Linked DNA regions of Mus musculus: region 2 is linked to region 1. A link is a contact called in public capture Hi-C data. All regions are on one chromosome and are shown on one strand. Each heading gives the region's core, a stretch centred on a gene start, on an enhancer-like site or on the middle of the called end of the contact. The rest is flanking DNA. Distances are from core to core; before and after follow the strand shown.

The links. Capture Hi-C pulls out chosen DNA fragments and counts their contacts.
Region 2: a contact with region 1 is called in a capture Hi-C map of embryonic stem cells, with 6 times the contacts expected there. The contact joins the promoter of Tirap here to the promoter of Chek1 in region 1. A contact is called at or near these places in 2 of 39 promoter capture datasets (the C10 cell line and cranial neural crest), 1 of 484 Hi-C or Micro-C datasets (CD8 T cells), 7 of 115 datasets of contacts at active chromatin or transcription factors (embryonic stem cells, large pre-B cells, pancreatic cancer cells and 1 more) and 1 of 9 other capture datasets (embryonic stem cells).

The regions. Positions count from the first base shown.
Region 1 is chr9:36,724,827-36,728,338 of GRCm38.p6, forward strand. Chek1 (checkpoint kinase 1) reads right to left here and starts at 1,832. Exons shown (of 13, transcript NM_007691.5): 1 at 1,737-1,832; 2 at 971-1,052. The coding sequence starts at 1,035.
Region 2 is chr9:35,198,366-35,201,877 of GRCm38.p6, forward strand. It overlaps Tirap (toll-interleukin 1 receptor (TIR) domain-containing adaptor protein), which reads right to left and starts at 1,600. Exons shown (of 7, transcript NM_054096.2): 1 at 1,492-1,600; 2 at 846-954.

The DNA of each region.
Region 1 (3,512 bases), core at 582-3,081:
ATTAATTCTATCATCAGATGAAGAAACAAAGGCACATAAAGCTTGCTCAAGAACACAAATACAGCCAGGCGTGGTGGCACATGCCTTTAATCCCAGCACTCGGGAGACAGAGGCAGGCGGATTTCTGAGTTCGAGGCCAGCCTGGTCTACAAAGTGAGCTCCAGGACAGCCAGGGCTATACAGAGAAACCCTGTCTCAAAAAACCAAAAAAAAAAAAAAAAGAACACAAATACAACCAGGATCAGCTGAGTGTGGAGATCTGAAATTAGGCAGGATGCCGCCAGGGTCTTTTCATTATCTCATTTAAAATTCTAAGACACATGATTTGTTAGGAAAACAATTCTTTTATAAAAGAAAATTTTATAAAAGTAAAATTAAAAAAAAAAAAGAAAGAAAAGAAATTGGACCGTCAAGCACAGGCTTGTCATACCTACCTGGGAGGCTACAGTGTACAAGTTCAAGGCCAACCTAGGCAATTTAACAAGATTTTGATCTGAACAAAAACAAATGTAAGAAGAAATTTGGTGTTTTACAGGCCTAGAAATGTAGCTCATGGCAGAGCATAAGCCCAGCATGAGTGATGCACTAGGTTCAATGTCTACCATCACAAAAGAGGAGGAACAGGTGTGGATGTGCTTCACTCACTCAGAGCCTTGATGTACAAATGCGAATATCCATGCTCTTTGCCACTTGAAATAAAGGACTTTTTTTAAAGTGTGTACTCAGACAACAGGTGGAAAACTAAAGCAAACAAACAGGTAATATTTAAATTAGGAAGACCATGGTAATGGCCAGGCAGGTTAAGCCTCTTGCTGTCAGGCCTAATGATCCCTCCAAACCTTCAACAGAACCAGCTCCTGCAAGTTGTCTTCTGACCTCCACAGGTGCACGCACCATAGCACGACAGACAGACAGACAGACAGACAGACACACACTGCAATAAAAAATTAAAATGAGGACTCAAACTTACTCTCCATAGGCACCTTCTCCCAAAGTTTGCACCAAATCCCAGTCTTCCACAAAAGGCACTGCCATGACTCCAAGCACAGCGACTGTAAAATGCAGGATCCCAGAAAATACTGGGGATGAGTGTAAACTCTCATCACCTGTAATGCCACTGAGCCATGTCTCCTGCTATGATTCCGCACGACTTTCTTTTCATCTTACATCTGAACCATATTTACCCACGTCATAATACTGAACTTGAACATTTTGTCCTGTTTATCACAAATCCTGTTTCCACGTTTGTCCTCCGTCCGCCTTTATGCAAAACTGAGCACTTGCTTGGCTCCAGGGTTGCAAGACAAGAGCTTTCGGGTGAATGATCCGGAAAGGGAGTTGCGGGCAGGTCAGGGTGCGGGGGTGGGGAGCAGCTGGGTGTAACTACGGTAATTACTGCCAGAGCAGCCCCTCCTCCCACCCGCTCACTTCCAATTCCCACCCCAACGGCACGTGTCCCCAGCACCGGGAGGGAACAGGGCGGGGCCAAGCCGCGGAGAGAAGCGGGAGGCAGGGACCCCTAGAGCCGGGAAAGCATGCGAACCCCGGAGCCTTACAATCGCTCTGGTCCCTTTATGCTGGAGAGCCACGGGCCACCCGCTCCAGCCCGGGCTCCGGGCGGCCCTCCCACCTCTCTGCTAGTCTGGACCACTCCCTCCCCGCGCCCGTCCACACTAAACAAGCCCTCTGGGTCCTTTGCTGGAGTTCTTTCCCACTGTTCAGGACGCCCTTCTCACCAAGCAGTCCTTTGCCAGCTGCCACAGGAATCCAAATGCACAGCTTTTCCCGCCAAAACCTGCTTGCGTCATGCTGTCGCAAAAGCGCACACCTCTGCCGTAAAGCGGGCCGGCGCGCGTTGTCCTATCCCAGGCTCTGCAGAGGAGCGACTTCAGTAGACCGACCGCGCAAGGACCCTTCCTTCTAATACTGGCTGAAATTCTGATGTGGCCGTAGTTAAGACACAAGCTGACCAGATTTGGTATTGACGACTGCTTTGGTGAGAACTGATCTCTGAGTCCGAATGAAATGGAAATGGCACGGGGCGTGTGCCACGCCTTACGTTGCTCCACAGAGGCACCGAAGCCTCCATCCAGACTGCGCCACCAGTTGGGCCAAGAACCCAGGTTCCCTGCCACTCAGAGCCTGCAAAGGCTGCACCGTTAAGTACGTAAACCGACCTGCTCTTGACCTCGGAGCCCCAGGGAGGAAGGCTCAAACTAAGCGACACAGAGTGCTCTGTAAACTCAATTGTGCCCCCCTTAGTATTCGAATTGAGAAGCTAGCAACTGCTGCTGGAATTCTGAAAAAAAAAAAAAAAAAAAACGAAGGAAAGCAAGTGTGGTGGTGCATGCTTGTAGACCTAGAACTTGGGAAGCGTAAGCAAGAAGATCTTGAGTTCAAGGCAATCCGAGTTATACAGGGTTAGTCTTACCAAAAAAAAAAAAAAAAAAACGAAGGGGAAAAAAAACCACATCGCCGCGGATGTGTGAGGGGAAAGTGCAGTGAGAGTCACCAATATTGCCTGAACAGGAGGCTCCAGAACCAGTTAAATCTTTTTTTTTTTTTTGGGGGGGGGGGGACACACGACTATTTGCCTGTACTAGCTTTCTTAAACAAGCACGGTGGCCCACCACACTATAGAGATAAAGCAGGAGATACCCAACCAAGATGCTCGCTTTCAAGAAAAAACAAACAGCAAAGTAGACTTAATGGTGACTCATCTATAACCTCAGTCTAGGGAGGTTGAGCCAGGGAAAGTGATTCAGGTTGGTCAGCCTGAGCCAAGGGTGTGTGAGTGTGTGTGATCTTATCTAAAAAAAAAAAAGGAGGTGGGTTGGGGAGCACAATCAATATTCCTTAACTAGGCTAGACTTATGGCATAATGGTAGAATGCCTGCCAAGCATACAAAAGTCTCATAATAGAGAAATGTCAATTCTAAGAAAAGGGACTTGGATACAAAAAATAAGGAAACAATGAAACCATGTGCTGGCTAGTCAAGTGCATTGCCTCTGAGCTACATCTCCAACTCCATGAAATCTAACCTGGAAATGTTTAAACTTAAACCATGTTATCAGTTTAGGGTTCGTGTAATTAAAAACAAGCTATTAGATTATTTCCATTTCTTTGTGATTTCCTGTGTATATTCTGAAATCTACAAGAGGTTGATTTAGTCTTTTTTTTTTTTTTTTTTTTTTGGTTTTTTGAGACAGGGTTTCTCTGTGTAGCCCTGGCTGTCCTGGAACTCACTCTGTAGACCGGCTGGCCTCGAACTCAGAAATTCACCTGCCTCTGCCTCCCAAGTGCTCTTAAATGGAATCTAGGTTCCTCTAGTCTTAAATGGAATCAATGTCTTATTTCCTGGAAAAGACACAGTATCAGAGTTCTGACTTGGAGAAGAGTGTGTATATGTGTGTGTGTGTGTGTGTGTGTGTGTGTGTGTGTTTATGTGTTTGTGTGTACACCTATACCAACAACAGGGAGGTGAATGTAGGAAGACCAGTTCAGGTTCACA
Region 2 (3,512 bases), core at 350-2,849, 1.5 Mb before region 1:
CGTGTATCTAACAACCGTCCAAATCCCAAATATTTCAAGAACTCTATAAACTGCTAAGAGACACACAGTTGGGGAGTAGACCTGAATAGTCATTTCACAGAGAGGATATTCAAATGACCAACAGACCAAAAGATGCTCGGTTTACCGGGCCTCAGAAAAATGCAAATTGAAACCTCCGGGCTTCAAAGCTGTGTAGTCAGCAGAACGGCTACAGAGAGAAGGCCGCTGGCTGGAGCGTGATGGGGACATGGAAGAATGGGAGCACACAGAATGTGCTGCTGGGAGTGACTGCCGTAACTTCTGTGCTTGCTTGCTTTGTTTTGAGATAGGGTTTGATAGCCCAGGCTGGCCCTGAACTTACCTCTTCTCACCTCCACCAGCGTGCTGGGATCACAGGTGTCTGCTGTGATAGCCAGCAAGCACAGTTTTTATTTTTAGCTTAGAAAATGTTCGTTTCTGTGCATGGATGTTTTGCCTGTGTGTGTGTGTGTGTGTCTATATATCACTTTCATGCCATGTGCCTGTAGAGGCCAGAGAGGGCATTGGGTCATCCGGAACCAGAGTTTGTGACAGAGATGTTTGTGAGCCACTATGTGGGTGAGGAGATTCAACTAGGGTCCTCTGAAACAGCAGCCAGTGCTCTTAACCACCGAGCCTCTGCTCTGGCCCCAAACACAACTGTTTTAGAAAGCTACTGCACACTATCAAACTGAGCAAAGGTACAAAAGTCACACAAACTCAAAACAGGCCAAAGCTGAAAACAACCATGTTCAGTAAATCGGATGACCAGTCCACAGTCCACCTTTTCGACATGATGTTATACATCAAGCAGCATATGTACGTACATAGACTTACTGTTCTGGATGCAGGTTACACAAGAAAGCCTGTGAAAAGTGGCTTGGTAGGACTCGGGATCTGTGTTTCGGTATGCTGGTTGATATTGTTTCTTAAAGTCTGAAAACAAAGCAAGGCTTCCTCTGAGTCATTCCTGGGTAGGTCTGTCCGATGGAGAACTCCCTACTTCCTTCTCTAGTTGCGCTTCTCGGGTTTCTGGTTTACCTGCCAGCCAGTGTCTGACCTAAGGACCGAACTGTTCCTACTCCCCTAGTCCCTCTGGTACTTGGCACTGTAGTAATCCCTGGTGGATGCCCGTTAAATGACCGTGATAGCAACGCCCAGTGGGTTCTTAACTTTAAATAAAGTGACACTAATGCAGAACTTTGCCACAAAGTCAAGCCCAGAGGGGCCAGGTTATGACAGGGCAGAGACTTCAGGGAGCTAGGGAGAGCCACTTGATGTGGCCGGACTGCTTGAAGCCCAGCCGGACTAACAGCTCCATGCTGGCATCGGTGCCACAGAAAGGTGGCGGCTTTCGGGGGAGTGCTGGACCCCAGATTGGAAGGGGCGGATCAGGGGAGCGTTGTCCCGGGGAAAGGGCTGACTCGGCAGGGCCCGTCCGCCCACCGCCCCGCGTCCCCGCCGCCCGCTCACCTACGCGGCTCCACGCTGCGGGTTGCAGACTCGTCCGGGAAGTGCCCGCGCCCCGGCTCCCGGAAGCTCCTCGGCCACGGCCCTCCCGCCCGCACTAGCCACTCTCCTGCCCACACCCGCCGGCCGGACCCTAGGGGGCGCTCGCCAGTCCGCGTCGCTCAAGATTCCCAGCTGCCTGGTTACGACCCGAGGCTGAACCCAGACACCCGAGCTCCCTGAGGCTGCCGTGAAGCCCTGAGCCGCGGTTTGTCTTGTGTGAGGGCAAAGGGACGAGGAGAAAACTCCAGAAAGGGAGGTGCAGACCTTACCTTCTTTCGCACGGTTGGGGAAAATGAGACTTTCATCCCCTTAAGTAAGGTAGGTTAAGTGGACAAAGAAGCCGGCTAGCCCCTGGGAGGTCCGTTCTTTTACTGGGATATGGGTCCCATTAAGGTTGCTGCCCACAGGCTGGAATCAGTCTGGCCAAAAGTGCTGGCCTTCAGGGCAGGGATTTCCTAATGGCATTTCAACTGCATTTCCAAGGGTACCAAAATAACTGCAAAAAAAGGGTGGCTGGGCAAAGTGTTGGTAAGCCCTGATGAAATATTTAAGTCCTCTGCCTCCACTTCTTAGAGTTCCTGCTGTGAGCTTTGTGAAACGCCAAGGGAATATTGTTATTAAAACACCAACCTAAAACCAACTCACATGAAATACTGCAGGTGGCAGGAGTAGAATGGGCTGGTGTAAGGCCTTATTAGCCCACTCTTGATTTCTTTTTCTCTCCAGCCAAGCCAACCTGTAACTTGTTCAGAGGGAGGCAGTTGATGCCGTGGCGCTGTTCATGAATGATCTTTCTAGGTTTACTCATCAAAATTACATTCTCTGGATGCTGGTGTTGTGAGAGATGAATATTCATAAGAATTCCTGGAAAGCAATTGTGTCTGCAAAGGCTGACTTACTGATTAGAACTGCAGTGAGTTGGAGAGATAGGAATATTGCCTGTCCGGAGGCTCAGCTAGCTCTAAACCCCACGGATCGGCCAGCCATACCTTGAGCAGATCCCTAGCTGCCCAACCCGAAAGCTATCATCAGATAACACCTGAGTCCTACAGCAAAGGTCTCCCCAGCCCCAGTCTTGCTGTACTGCCTCTGCGATGTGCCCGACAATGTATTTTAAACTTGGCTTGATTTATGACTTTGTTCTGTAACAATTTAAAACGTTGTGAAGCTCCTTCCACACTGAAACATGCAGTTTAGGATAACCTAAATCTATATTCCTGGGACGTGGTCACTCAGGTATGGCTCAAGAATAAACCATTTCTTTTTTTTTTTTTTTTTTTTTTTAGCATATCTAAACCCTTTTTTTTTTAAAAGATTTTATTTATTTATTTATTTATTTATTTATTTATGTAAGCACACTGTCGCTGTCTTCAGACACTCCAGAAGAGGGAGTCAGATTTCGTTACGGATGGTTGTGAGCCACCATGTGGTTGCTGGGATTTGAACTCTGGACCTTCAGAAGAGCAGTCGGGTGCTCTTACCCACTGAGCCATCTCACCAGCCCCGAATAAACCATTTCTTATCCTGTTAGGGATAAAAGCTTTTGGGAAAGAGCTGTCTCACACCCACCCTCCACCCCAACCCCCAGCAGCTGGACACCCAGCAGTTGCTCACACTTGGTGGATGGCTCCTTGGCGAGGACATCTCTGCTTCTCCCTTTGGCCTCTGCCCAGCTGTGCTTGTGAAAACTGCCTCTCTTCCAGCCAGGTTCATTTTTGCATCCTGTAAGGAAAGATTTCCTCCCCAATAGCCTAGGCTAGCTTCAAACTTGTAATTAAAATGAATGAATTTTTTTTTCATCTTCCTGCCTCTAAGTTCTGGGATTAAAGGCTTGGGCCACTCTACCTGGCCAAGAAACTGAGGCTGGAGTACCTGCCCACCCAGAGGACCTGAGTTGATGCCCAGCACCCATATCCAGTGGCTCACAGTTGTATGTAACTCCAGCTTGAGGGAAGGACTCCCTTGTCATCTGCCCCCACCCC